Regions from separate parts of the Triticum aestivum genome. Here region 2 is linked to region 1. Evidence: chromatin contacts called from public Hi-C data. All regions are on one chromosome and are shown on one strand. The core of a region is the stretch at or near the end of the contact, and the rest is flanking DNA. Distances in the headings are between cores, read along the strand shown.

What was found. Hi-C and Micro-C count contacts between places; a contact is called where the count stands out from the background.
Region 2: a Hi-C map of leaf shows a contact between it and region 1, with 4 times the contacts expected there. The contact joins the enhancer-like site here to the promoter of LOC123165366 in region 1. A contact is called at or near these places in 2 of 5 Hi-C or Micro-C datasets (both in leaf).

What each region holds. Positions count from the first base shown.
Region 1 is chr7D:467,142,849-467,150,330 of IWGSC CS RefSeq v2.1, reverse strand. It overlaps LOC123165366 (zinc transporter 10), which reads left to right and starts at 2,544. Exons shown (of 5, transcript XM_044582998.1): 1 at 2,544-2,788; 2 at 2,970-3,024; 3 at 3,136-3,860; 4 at 4,266-4,444; 5 at 4,533-5,503. The coding sequence starts at 2,774. The coding sequence ends at 4,563.
Region 2 is chr7D:467,545,446-467,552,927 of IWGSC CS RefSeq v2.1, reverse strand. No RefSeq gene overlaps it. Among protein-coding and RNA genes, the nearest start is that of LOC123168693, 88 kb to the right of the region's middle. Within about 2 kb of position 1,352, at least 2 of the 8 cell types and tissues checked have an H3K27ac peak or open chromatin away from gene starts, as enhancers often do. A contact at or near this core is called in leaf, where this site is marked.

The DNA of each region.
Region 1 (7,482 bases), core at 1,295-3,794:
ACTCACTAGCCTGCTTAGCACACCTATGAGCAGCTTCATTAGCTTCAGGCTCAACATAAGATAACACGAAGCTGGCAAAAACCCCACCTAGTTCCTTGATTTCATGGCAAATGGCAGCAATGTCCACTTTGTCATAGTTTGATGAGTTCCACATATTGACCACCTAAAGTGCAAGGGTGCCACATATATATGAAATTGCGGGTGCTTTACTGTAGAAATAATGCATATTTACTCGCTATGCTTTGTTAGTTGCCATGTCACTATTTTGTGGAAGCAAATCAACTCTAGATTGGAGTTATCAAGATTTTTTTCTCATTAGCTACCTCTTAGGACATTTGAAGGTTCGAATGTAGTTGTATTTGCAGTTCGATAAAATTTGATGGGGTTAAGAGCAACTCTAGCAAAGTCGTGATATGTCCCTCCCTCTATAATAACCGCTAATATGGAGACTATAGAGGCAAAAGACGCTCCAATAGAGTCGTCATCCCTTCACACTTCATAATGTTTGAAAGACGCTCCAAAAAGAGGGTTCAACTATATTTGTAGGTAGTGGGGGGTGCTTTTGAGGGCACTCAAACTCAATCGTTGTCGCGCCATTGAAGTTTCAGCGGCTTCTTCTTCATGCTTCCTACTATAGTTTTCTTCATTTCAAAGGCATTGCGCCCCGCATAACTCCCATGAAAAAAACCCGCTGACGACTTGGACATATAAGGGGGAGAGAGTGTGTCTTATTATTTCACATTTTAAAAAGAACGTGTCAACTGGGCTTGGTTCATTGTTTGCTCTACAAGCAGCTGGTGCACCAAATATTCTTCCTCTAAACTACTAAATTAATCTAGGCATATATGATCTGTCACTTTGTGTGATTCAGCGATGAAGTGTGACCAAATCCTCATCAAGAGTTGAAAGAGAAGGTCAGGTGAGTAGCGTATATATTTATTTACCCTTATGTTATTATGAAGAAGACAATTGGTGGCAGTGATCCCACTACATTTTCTTCTTCATAGTCCAAGAGGCTATACACTATTGACGTCTCTTAGTTTTTTCTTGTTAATTTTCTGTTTATTAGAAGTCAAAAAACGAAGAACTGTTCAATGGACGGTGCAACTAATTTAATTATCCCTTCCGATTCATACTAATTACTCATTGATTTGGTATTAATTTTCATAAGAGCTTACGAGCCAACTGCTTATCCGTACTCCTCTTGAGAGGCTCTTTGATGTATTCCAGAGAATATTATACAAGCAGACTGCCGAGAACTAGCAGAGCTTGAGACTTTTTTTTACATGGTAATACGTGTCTCATTCATATCGTGAAGGTCAAAGTACAAATCACGTAAGAACCGATATGACAAACTGAAAAGATAGCAGAACATCTCTGAGCTTGACACCAACACCCGTCACCTGCCTCAAGCACCACCATAGCAGCCACCGAAGAAAATAATGACTGATCACCTTCTCATCCGAGCTCGACGCGGTTCCATCGCTGATATGCAGCTTTGCGGACCTCCAAGGTGGCTTACCAAAAGTAAAGCCCTTGCCGTTGAACGAATCAGACCAGGGCAACACTCCCGACACACCATCGAACTCCAGATCTGGCACTCTACCACGACTAAGACGTCGAAGGAGGAAACCATACCTGCCATCCACGAACTACGAACCCAGCACACGTTCCGTCTTCCAGATGTCGTCGATGCAGACCACAATCTGCATCCGCTCCTGAACTACCTCCCAAACTCCGCGTCGAAGCTGGAGCAAACGCCGTCGCAACGGCGAAGCCCGAGGACACAGGTCCACCATGAGGATGCCGCCCCACCGCACCATTCTTCCTTGAACAAACTAGTTCCTAAATCCATCCCCAACCATAAGACCGATGACCTCGTCAGAAAAGTATCCGAAAAATCTTTATTCAACGTCGTCATCGTCGTCGCCGAAGCCAAGACGATAAATAACAAGGGAGTAAAATCGATCCACATGTGGGCGACCCCCCTCACTACCGACGACCGAGGTCGCCGGCGGAGGAGAGCCGCTGGAAGATTGGTCTCTCCTGGCGGCGGCTAGGGTTCCAGCCGCCACGGACGAGAGTGAAACGATCGGTTGATAGGTTAGAACTGGGAATTCCTGAGAGGCTTCACGTATAAAAACCGTGTGAGAGTGTACCTTTCGTCGGAAAGAGCTAGTCGAACGCAACGCAACTCTTCCCAGTAGATTATTGTTTGTGAGATTCGTAGACAATGCATGTAGAGCCAAGGCGAGATCGCAGTTGGCAATCCGGGCGTAGATCATGCCGCCCACAACGACCGCCCGTCCGGCGGCACGGGCGCGGGCGCCATAGTGTCGACATCGTCGTACCTCCACGTCCACTTGCCCGCGTCCACGGTAACGAAATGCCGGCCCACGCGAGCCACTGATAACGGCTCCCACGCCCGCCACCCCGCGCGCCTGACCGGCCCCTTCCATGGCGACCCACTGACGGTTGGACCCGAAGGACCCAGTTGCACGCACGCCTGACCGGGCCCACCCGCGGCGCTGGCCCGCCGGGGCCCGTAAGATCTCCCAACCGACGGCGGCGGGGTGGGGATGACGACACCCTCTCCGTGGTGGGGGCCCCGCGCACCGATGTGGCGTGGCGACGCATGTGTCTGCTCCCCGCCGCATGCAGGTGCGCCGCGCGGTGCGGCCGCCCATAAATTGGTTTAATTTCATTCCTCGAATCGGATCGAATAATCCGTCGACTGTTCTGGAGAGTGGATATTCTGTTGTCCGCGGCGGCCATGGCGTTCTTCGAGGTGAGCGCCTTCCCCTGCCGTCCTCTCTTCAAGTCTTCTTTCTTCTTCTTCTTCACAGCGGCAGCGATGGCGTTCAGAATTGTGTCTGCTTCTTCGTCTTGCTGCCGCGTTGTTCTACGCAGCGCTGAATTGCGAGGCGAAATTTGTTAATTGTTCGGTTCTTCCGTTCCTCTAATGGCAGGAGATGGAGTCGTACTACGTCCCCTACCTCCGCACCCACCTACACCAATTCGCTGGTAAATATATGTGCTAATTAAGGGGTTATTTGTGGTTATTTTCACTAAACCCATCGTGGGAGCTCGTGATTCTGACGCGGTGGGGCACCGCTTGGTCGTCGGCGATGGCAGCGTCGGTCTCCGCGGCGAGCTGCGAGGAGGGGGCGGGCGACGACGAGGAGTGCCGCGACGAGGCGGCCGCGCTCAGGCTCAAGATGGTGGCCGTCGCCGCCATCCTCATCGCCGGCGCGGTCGGCGTGGCCATCCCGCTCGTCGGCCGGAGGCGGCGCGGTGGCGGCGGCGGCGGCGGCGAGGGCGCGTCCTCCGGCGGCGGGACGTTCGTGCTCGCCAAGGCGTTCGCTGCGGGGGTCATCCTCGCCACGGGTTTCGTGCACATGATGCACGACGCCGAGGAGAAGTTCGCGGACCCGTGCCTCCCGGCCACGCCGTGGCGCCGGTTCCCCTTCCCGGGCTTCATCGCCATGCTCGCCGCCCTGGGCACGCTCGTCATGGAGTTCGTCGGCACCCGCTTCTACGAGCGCAGGCACGGCGAGGAGGCCTCCGCCGCCGCGGCCGCGCGTGATGACACCACGGCGCTGCTCGAGGACGGCGCGCTCGCAGGGATCGCTGCCGCAGCGGTGAGCGGCGACGACGAGAAGCAGGACGCCATGCACATCGTGGGCATGCGCGCGCACGCGGCGGCGCACCAGCATAGCCATGCGCATGGCCATGACGCGTGCGATGGAGGAGCCGTGTACGACGCCCATGCCCAAGCCCACGCCCACGGCCATGGCCATGACCATGGGCATGGGGGCGACGAGAGGCCGTCCCAAGCTCATCATGTCGTTGTCTCGCAGGTACGGGCAATTTAATATTGTTGCCAGTTCTTAAGGCAACAAACTTTTAGTTAAGTCACATCTTTTATGCGTTGAATTAAAAATTCAGAATCGAATAATGTTGAAGTCAATCTCCCAACGAAATCCAGTCATCCAAAGATCAGACAACTTGAAATTCACAAAACCCCCGAATTATTACTACCTTTCTACGCAGGTTAGCTATGTAAACACATACTACGTGCTTAGGGTCTTACATGTTTGAGTTCAGCCAGTGAAATTTCCTATGCTAAGTTATATCTGAAAAATGTTAGCACAAGTGAACATATATATGAGCAAAACTATTCGAAATGTGCTATCGTGATAGATGTTTTGAGTTTGGAAATCTGCAAAGTATGCTAAATAGTGATTTTCTGTATTGTTGGCAAGATTTTGGAAATGGGGATTGTATCGCATTCGGTGATCATCGGGCTATCCTTGGGCGTTTCGCAGAGCCCATGTACCATTAAGCCTCTTGTTGCTGCCCTCTCCTCCCACCAGTTCTTTGAGGGTTTTGCCTTGGGTGGCTGCATTTCTGAGGTTAATGTCCGCTTCATTTCTGCTTTATGGTTAGCAGTTCCTCACTTGAAGTTAGCACTCATGTGCCCTTCGTCATGTTAATTGCATCAATTCATCATTCTGTATGAACAAATGCAGGCTCAGTTCAAGAATTTCTCTGCACTCCTGATGGCTTTCTTCTTTGCTATCACAACACCTATTGGGATCACTGTCGGGGCGGGGATCGCATCGTTCTACAACGCCAACAGCCCCAGGGCATTGGTGGTGGAAGGCATTCTGGATTCAATGTCTTCTGGTATACTGATCTATATGGCATTAGTGGATCTCATTGCTGCTGATTTCCTTAGCCGGAGGATGAGCTGCAATCCGAGGCTGCAAGTGTGCTCATACGTTGCCTTGTTTGTCGGGGCTATTGCCATGTCATCACTTGCTATCTGGGCTTAGTGCCAGTGAGTATTCTTGAAGCTTGGGACAAGCTGCTTGGCGTTCAACGCACTACGACCTGTTGCCTAGCTACCGGTAACTGAGTAAGATGGGAGGCTTTTTCTTTCTCTGTCCATTCTTTTGTTTGATCTTCTCATGGTGCTGGGCCGGGTAATGTCCTCTTTTGGTCACAGAAAAGGAAGCCCCTCTCTGGGGTACATTTTGGTGGTAAAGAATTGGGACAAGTTAGTTAGGGAATAAAGAGTTTTTGAGTCCCAACAGTCTTTGCAGATGTACAGTTCATCCTCGGTGTTAGATAAGAGGACTTGTCTGTTCTCAAGTATAATCTTGCACATACATCAATGTGGATCTTCTGAAAGTCGTTTCAACTGTTCGAATACAATGGCAGGTCTGTTTGAAATGAGGATGGTTATGAACTCACGCTAGACTCTTTTGCTGCACCTGTTAGAACTATTTTGGTTGTATATATGGAGTGAAGGTTACTGATCTTTCTCAACTTAAATACCAATCATATGAACATCGATATTGCAGCAGAAATTATTTATCCTTTATCCTTTTTGTAATTGAAGCAGTTAGTTGATACTGTTGTTGCTGGACTGCGGAATCATTTGTACACCACGATTAATTTTGTCGAAATGCAGTTCATTCATCTATGTCTCTACTTATAATAATGTAGATTTCTCCTGATGACTTGAGCTGAACGACTTTGGTAGATTCTACTGCAGTATATATTCATCTATGTCTCTATTTTTCAAGTTCTAGTAACCCATGCTTGTACTGAACAACACATGTGTATTGTATCATTTATTTGTTCCCTCTCATGCAAAAATGTGTATTGTATCATTGGTGCTGTTTGCTGTATAATATAATATCCGGATGTCCTCTGTTGAAGGCATTTCGCATACTGTCGCCAAATGTAAGATTTATGATCTGAGGGTTTTGCCTAGAGTGCATCTGTATGGTTTCCAGCAGATACCTGTGAGCAAGCATATGATTCAGGTAGCTTGTGCACGAAGGTAACCCAGCTACATATAAATCCTTATAGAACATGCATATTGTTCCTGGAGATATAAGATGACTACTTTTCAAAATAAAAATAAAAATTGCTGCATTCTTTCAGCCTTTACCATTCTCTGTTGCTTTTAGCACCAACCGACAAATATGGTCGTACAAGTTATCACCATTACTTTACAGGGGACTGGTTATTCAGGCTTTCTTTTGTCTTATTTTCTGATACAGTAGTGGCGTTACAGTAGAAAAGACTTAAGAGTCGTAAGTTGAACATTTGATTAGGGTGCTCAAATTCAGTGAAAATTATCTCTTTCCTTCCCATTCTTCTAACTATGATGGTTTCTAACATTTACTACATGACCCGGGAATGGTAGGAAAATGGTATACACTTGGATGGGTCTCATCTGCCGTTTTTTGAGTGGCAGTGCGCAAAATGGATTCAGTTTCGCCTGCATAATTGCTTATTGTGATGAAAATAGCAGTAATGTGTGCATGATCTTCCTTAAGGTAGTGCTTGTGCCATCAATATGCTGCAACGGAACTCCTTTAAACTGTAGAAGAGCAGATAACAGATGTAGAACTAAAACACCCGCTATAATTTCTGATGCAAAAGTTGAATTGTCGACTATTCGATATATGTACTGATGTTTCCTCTTATCTAAAAAAAATGTACCGACGTTTCAGTATGCACCATGCTGTGTTATAGCAGGTCTTGCCAACTGGGAGAAATAGGGTACTTGACGCGAAGGCGGGCGCAGTCATATGGATGGATGATGAGTTGCAAGGTGGAGCCAACCTTTTGCTCCCTGGCAAATCTCACTGCTAGAGATATTGATCATGTCACACTCGAGTTCGACGGACGTCGACTGAAAGACCACGGATAATGCATCTGAAGCTCGTTCATCATCAGCAATCCAAGAGGCTGTTGTGATACCATCTGTGGCCTCGGCAGATTCTCTTGTCATATCCTCCCTGGACCAGACACCGGATCCTGCAAAGCCTGGAGGGCATCTTCGTTGTTGAGATGGAAAGGGTTCAGGTCCGTGTGTTGTTGCCAGCTTTGCTCGTGCTGCTCACATCCAGAACCACTGCTAAGCGAGGGAACTGTTTGGGACATGCCACAGTGATCAACTGTAAGCTAATGCTTAGCTGAGAAAGGAGAAAATATGTAAGGTCACTTGGAGAACATCTGCCGCCTCTCATCAGGTAAATTCAGGTTCAGCCATCGAAGAAGTGACGAGCTAGTGCCCTTGCAGGAGATGCTGCTACTGGACATGAGGAGACAGTCTGGTAAGGTAGCCGCGCAGAATCTCTTGAGAAAGGTTAACCTTTTTCTTTCCCGGGCTCATCACCTGCCAAGTTAGAAGAGACTTGCTAGCTAATTCAAACGTACTGCATCAGAGAGTGGAATCTCCAAGGACCGGGACAAAACAGAGAGAATGGGAAGGAACTATTGGTCGTGGAGGACATCGATCCAGTGTCCGGGACCGGGAGCTCTAGCCAGGGACAGCATGATTCGATCGCCACTGAGGAGAGGACGAGTGACTCTGCCACGGCGTGGTGGCCTACCGGTTGTGGCAACCCGCCGAGACATGTTCCGAGGCCCAAAAGAGGCGCCCGTGGAGGAATACTG
Region 2 (7,482 bases), core at 103-2,602, 400 kb before region 1:
TTTTTGTATACATGAGAAACATTTACTTTATACACATTCACATTTTTCAAATGCTTGGTTAATATATTTTTGAATGCATGGTCAACATTATTTTATACTCATTTTTTACATTTTCAAGTGTTGATTAACATTTTTTTAATAAAAAATTATCATTTTAGGAATACATGGTCAAGAATTTTTTATATACACATTTTAACATTTTCAATGCTTGATTAACATGTTTCATATACAAGTTTAACATTTTATAATAAATGGTCAATATTTTGTATACACATTTTAAAAAAAATCAAATGCTTGATTAAAATTTTAAAATACTTGTTCAACATTTTTTCAAATGCTTCATTCGTATTTTCAAATACATAATCATCCTTCTTCACATATATTGTATATTTCTGTATACATGAGGAACATTTTCTTTATATACATTTAACAAATTTCAAATGTTTGGTTAATATTTTATTTAAATGTTTTATTTAAATATGTTTTTAATTAATTAATTTAGAATATTTGGAAGTATAAACGGAAGTAAAAAAAAGCATGAAAAAGAGAAAAAAATGAAGGGCATGGTCTCCCGCGCGCCTGGGCTGGCCCGTATATGTGGCGCTGACACGAGAGCACGCTAGGTCTCACTTTAAGCGAGACGTAGCGCTGCCCCGACCAGGCTGACTTCAGCTCGGTATTATACAAAAAAAAGGGAAATTAGCCCCATTAGAATTTCACGTGCCAGGGCCCGATAGTCTATGCTAGATATATGTTTTTTTTTACGGGTATGCTAGATATATGTTGGCACACGGGCCCTCCCTAAAACGGCCAACTTCATTACAATTCTTCTTCCAAAGAAGAAACAAGGTAAAGATTTCACTGAGACCATATCGTTCTCCATTTTGTTCATGGTAAATCCTCGTTCTCCATTTTGTTCGTGGTAAATCCGAAAATTAAAGTTTATATTAACGATATGGGATGCGGGTGGGGGGTGCAATAGCTCCATCCGCTTGAGGCTCTGGACAAGACACATGGATATGTTTTTTGTGTCGACACCACAACCAAACGACCTCGAGATTGGCCAGTTATTAGCGCTTCTACACTTCATCATGTAACATCGACAGGAAAAGTAGGACGGCGCACGAATTCTGAAGCACCCATCAGGGCAAGCAGCAGGCACTTTAAAAACTGAAACTGAAGCGCGGAGCCGGAGATAGCTTTAAACAAGATCGGAGTCGGATGGAGTAAACAAACCGGCGGGTGGTGAACATGACGGCCACCACCTCCCGTCCAATCACAGGAGAGAAAGCACGTACTCGCCGTGCGCTGCGGGAGCCCTCACGTCGACGCTCTGGGTGGCACGCGGGGCCCGCCCAGTAGGCCATAGGCGTCGCGTCAGATCCTAACCGTAACGGTTGGCGTACCGACGACCGACGAGACGACAGAACGACTCGGAAACTCAGTCATCGCGCCTAGCTCGACGACGTGATGCGCATGTGCCGGTGCAGCGATCTCTTTCCCCTCGAACATACACATTCCGTGTGCTTGACCTCCGGCTAGTTCTCTTCTCTCTTCCGTTCGCAACTATTAGTAGTACGTATCTAGCGTGGCTTAATTAAAACCGTTGTTAGCCGTGGGAGGCCGGCGTGGTGCGTCTATCGTGACCCATGCCGTCATGCGCCAATCACGCGTTACGTACGAGGGCAGACAGCATACGTTCTCGATCAGTTGAGCTTTTTTTCTTCCAAGGAATAAGAATTAGTGGAGTGGGGAGGGTTTTAGCTGGTGAGTGTGTAAGCAGCGTACGTAGCCATCCCAGGGGCTCCAACCATAAGCTGACAGGCACCGCCACTAGGACCAACCGTTCCTCGCACGCACTTCGCACTGCCCTGAGGCCCGGGGAAAGGCGACGGTGACGCGAGTGAAAACCTACTACCACCAGTAGCACGCAAGTGCAACGATGGCATTCTTGCATGCATCGCCATCAGCCTTGCTTGATTTCTCTACGTCTGACAGTCAATCTGCCATGCCTACCGGGGCGGCCAGGCAGGCAGGCTGCCACCATTTCTGTTAAATTAGCCTAAGAGCATATGTAGTCGGACTTGGTAAATCCGGTCCTCAAACACCGAAGGATGTATCAGGACGCGTCCGTGGGCATAGATCGGACACCTTTTAAATGTTGCGTCATATATTCATATGCTGCAAATTCCGGTCGTCAATTTCATGCAATCCATGCACGTCGATCATACGATACAAATTCTCCGAATTTTAAAGTTCGAAACAAAGCAAAGCAAATCATAATTCAACAAACCGAACATGCCAAAATGAAATCAATGTCTGAGCGTGACAGATGGCCTCGGATCACTGGCCGGGCGCCTGCTCCGAGTGGAATGTGTCATGCGCCAGGCGGAATGCGTCCTGTTCCGCCTGCATCCGTGCTGCCTCCTCCGCCTGCATATGGGCCGCATCCGCCCTCGCCGTCTTGTACTCCCTCCAGTCGTTGATCTACTTCTTGTCCGTAAGCCACTTCTTCGCATGCTCATCCAAGAGGGTTTCGTCCGCCAACATGATCCTCGCATCTTTCCCTTTCTGTGCGAGTTGCAACCTCTCCTTCTCAACCTCCACAGCGCCAAATGTCTTGGCCTTCTTGAGTTCCCATTTGATCGCCGCTTGTTGCTTCTCCAACTCGATCTTGTCCCTCTCAATTTCGAGCTTCTTCTCCACCCTCTTCTGGTCCCACTCCATCCTTTCCTTTTGCGCATCCAACATGAACTTGTACCTCTCCTCCTTATTGTTCTCTCTCACCGAAAAAATGCCCGTCCATGTGGACGACATTTTGGTAGCCGCGGCATCACGGGCAGCACGTGCCTTCTCCCATTTGTTTCCCATGACTTGGCGGTTATCCTTTGGCACGGTGGTTTTTTCATTCGTCACAACAACAACATCCTCTTCATCGTCCAACCCAATTGATTGGTTGGAGCTTGAGCCATCATTCCTCTTCTTGTCGGACTTGAGATCGGCCACAAGTTGGTTCCACTTCGGCTTGCCATTCAATATGACCCAACATTGGCTAAAAGCAAATGGCTTCTTCTCCACCTCGTGATCCAAAGTGGCCGCCACCACGGTCTAGCAAACAACATATGTATGAGCACGAGAATGCAAACACAAGAAGCATATGCAAATGACGACAAGATGAAGCAATTGAGCTTACGTGAGTTGCTACTCCCCTTCCACTTTGAGTGCGTTTGGTCACTTATGAGTAGTAGCCGACGTACTTGTTCACTTCTCCTTGAATGATCCCCCAACGATGTTGGAGAGATGCCACATTGCGGGTGGTCACGATAGGATGCGGCTCCACATACTCCTTTTGTTCGTGATACGTGTTCCCCTTTTGTTCGGTGCCGCATATTGGATCCATCGTTGTGGCCAACCAAATTTGACCAACAAGATGTCCTCAAATCTTGAGAATGTTGGACCTCTTGCCTTCGGCGACTTGGTCTTCTTCTTCTTCTTCTTCTTCTTCTTCTTCTTCTTCTTCTTCTTGCTCGAATGGGATAGGACGTTGTTCCAACTTCAAATGCGGCAGTGGCCTCCAATTCATACTCCATTTTGGTCGGATCTTCATTGTCATTGATCGTGATCGACAAGAATGCCTCCTACATGATTATGGTTTGCAAGCATTCATCATGTGTGAAATGAACTAGTGTTCTATGCAAAAATCTGATCGGACAGGAGCAAAGAAAATGCACCAACTCTTGTTCGGTCATTCCGTCAAACATGTCGAGGGCAGCCCGGGCACTGCCCGTGCCCGTGCTTATCCGTGCCCGAAAGAGCTGCGGCGAGTCACATACGTCGACCGCCGGCATCTGCATGGGCCGAACGCTCTCCGGAATGGCCTAACCGGCCGTCGAATCATCCTCTGTCCCAACGGGGTATGACGGCGTAATCCGCGTCAGCGCTCGGATGGAAGGGGTGCGGGGATCCGGGCACGGCGGAGGAGACAGATGCTCCACCATGTCTGAACCTCCCTGTGCTGCCGTCGGCGCCTCCCTCTCTCGCTGCCAGCGTCGCCGCAACTTCTGGGCGGCGTTCTCTGCCTTGCAAGTCGCGGCCGACAAAGTGACCCCGCCGACGGACGAGGCGGACTGCATCTCCATCGTGGCGGTGTGGGTCGGGCTAGACGACATCTTCGGCGGTGTATCGGGACCGGTTGTGAGGATTGGGAGCAAGGATGGAGGACGGCGAGGGTCCAGGCACGGGAAAGGTTGGAGGGCGACGGAAGGAGAAGGAAGGGTTTGGTGGATTTGGTGCAATTTGAGGTGGGGTCGGGCTGTCGGGCATGCCTGGACGCGCCCGGGCGCCCCCATATCCGCCCCTTATTTGGACTCGATTTAAGGGATGCCGGTCAGTTCAGGCGTTTGAGGCCCGTTTAAGGAGCCCGTCTGAGTTAAAAAATCATGACCGGTCAGTGACCGGACAGCCCGTCTAGACGTATGAGGCGGGTTTGGGGTGTCCGGCTATAGATGCTCTAACGATTCTTCATATGGAGAAAAAGAGCAATAGTTGAACCCTAGGCTGAGAATTATAGGACATTGAACAGAAACGAAAATAATATTGGATGCAGCTACGCGAAGAAATGGAAAAATAAAGAATTTACCAGAGATTGTAGGGCAAGAAAACTTCATGCCGGAAAGAATCAATGTGTGGTTAGATAATTAGGAGGATGATTGTACTCCCAACCCATCAAGGATCAAATTTCACATTTTGACACCTGTGTGTCTAACAAAGGCGGAATATTCTTTCAATGAGATGTGATGTTCTCATCGATAGTGAGGTGTTTATACTGACTTTGTCGACCTCAATATCTGTCGGCTCGGTCTCTTAGAATCAGAGGTACTCATGGGAGTAGCATGTGCGTGTGTGCACTCATATGAACGAGTGTATGTGTGTGTACATAAGAGTATCTGGAGCCGGACATAGCAAATATGACCCCTTAAACGCCCGCGGACGCGCCCTATCAGTGACCGGGCACGTCCGTTTTGAGCCCCTATTTCTTGTCCGCGCAACCACACTCCTTATTTTCCTCCTAATATGTCCGGTCAGTTACACATGATTGGTGGAGATGAAAAGAGAGAAATAAAGGAATGAATAAAGAAAGAGAAAAGGTGGTCCTGGTAGGGCCGCGTTCTACGTGGCGGACTGCCCGAGTGCGTCCGCAAGCGCTCATATCGTCCCTATATTTGAGATGGATATGAGGGTTCGCGGACAGCCTGAGCGTATAGGAATGATACGAGGGATCCGGTTCAGACACATTTTTCATTCTCTCTTCTGTCCGATCACTGATCAGGCGTGTCGGCGGACGCATAAGAGATGGTTTGAGACTCCGACCGTAGATGCTCTAAGAACATGGCAGGTGGAACCCTACTTTTTTTTTTTTGATCGTAAGATGGAACCCTACTTTCCGATGTGTACTCTATGTCCTCGAGTCTAGGTCCATTCCAATCTGTTGGGACTTCCCAATTATTGTCCTACCTTCATCGATGGTCCTCCACATCTGACGCAGAGTATATATGCGACATCTATGGATCGGTGTTTATGATGCACTCATGTGTAGTGTCCATCAAGTTTCATGCATCAAAAGAAACGCGTACGGAGATAGCATACCGCCCCTGAGAAAGTATAAACATGGGCAAAAGTGCCTTTCCGCTCCTCGGTGAACAGCAAAATAAAAAATAATTCAGTGCAATCCCAAAAAAATAGGAGAAACATTGTCAAAAGTTCTAAAAATTAGTCATGGAAGCAATAAGGCGTGGCAAAAAAAAACAAATTCAATGCTAAAAAATGCTTTTAAAAGTAGCATTTCAGAGTACCGATTTTGTTTTTTCTTTTGCCACGTCTTCTAAAAATGTGATTTCATGATAATTTTTTGCAAACACGTAAAACTTTTGTCAATGTTTCTAAAATAAATTGAATTTTTTGAATTTGTTTGAATTTTTTTATTTTACTGTTTTCCCGAGCTCATTTGAGCTCGGGTGCAGAAACTCTGCATCCAAACATGGGACAGTATACACTAATACACATGCGCGCTTCACTTCAGATCGCTTAGAGCAAATCTAACGGGGCGACCCATTTCGTCCGTAAGCGTCCGTTTGGATCGGCGCGGACAGAAAAGTCGGCCCAACGTGCCGAGCCAAATAGACGCCCGTTCGCTTTTCGTCCGCCTGCCGACCCATTCCCGGCCCATTTTTGAGCCGGATTTGCGTCGGCGCGGACACGAGACGGACGCACGCGCGCTCGCCTTCTCCTCCCCTGGCCCGCTGGTCGGTGGCAGCCTCCACTATTTCCCACCAAAAACCCTCCCGCCCGTGCGCGCTCCCGCCACCCGCCATGGAAGACGACCTCGACGCCGCCATCGGCCTCGCCTCCCTCGCCTCGTCCGGCATGACGACCGCCCCCTCCGGCAAAGGCAAGCCTCGCGCCCCCTGCAAGACCGCCGTCGCGCCCAAGCCAAAGAAGACATTGACGCCCGAACAACGGGCAAGGAAGTCGGCGAAGATAAAGGGTCGGAGGCACGCGGCGGACGCGAGGGACGAAGCCATCGCGGCAGCCGCCACCGCGCAGCAGGAGGTCACCAATGCCCGCATCGCGGCGGCAACGAGGGAGGCGCTATATATGCTAGGGTTAAACCCTAGCCAGCACGGCCTCGTCAATGCCGCCGTGGCCGCAGCCAGCACCGGCTCATCCGCGTTCCCTCGGATGGTGCTGCCCGACTCGCCCCGCGCGTCGGCGACGCATCCAATACTCGGCTTCCACGTCTACCCGCGGGCCTCCCACCTCTCCGGGGAGTGCTCGCCCGAGGTGAGTGTGGTGGCGCCTCCCACGCCCGCGCCCGCGCCCATCGACCTCAACGCCACACCGGTGGCCGGTGGCTCGTCATCCGGAGGCGCGAGGAAACGCATGCGACACATGCCAGCCGACGTGCTGCCGGGCGCACGCAACCTGTTCGACGTAATGCCGGGCTCCGGCGACGACGACTACATGCAAAACATCATCTTCGAGGGTGGCATGGCGGCCGCTGGCGGTGCCGCCGGGGCCGGCTACGATCCCGAAGAGACACAAAGCTAGGCGGCCGAGGGGCGTTCACGCCGTCCACCTTTGATCAAGATCAGGTGGCCTTCGTGCATGATCAGGTCGGCCTGGATCTGGACAGCTTCTCACTCGACCATGAGTTTTCGGAGGATTACGGGCAAGAGGAAGAGGATGAGTGCGACATCGAAGGGGAGCCTTTGTTCGAGGACGAGCTCGCCAACCTAGCCGCCGGGGCGAAGCTGAAGCGCAAGAGCAAGTGGACGAAGGCATACACGGCGGCCGAGGACAAGTTTCTTTGTCCGTGTTGGAGGGACATTGGGCAAGACCCCAAGGTCGACGCCGAACAAAAGGCATCAACCTTTTGGATTCGTGTCCACCGTGAGTTCCATGAGCGCAAGAAGTTTCCGCCGT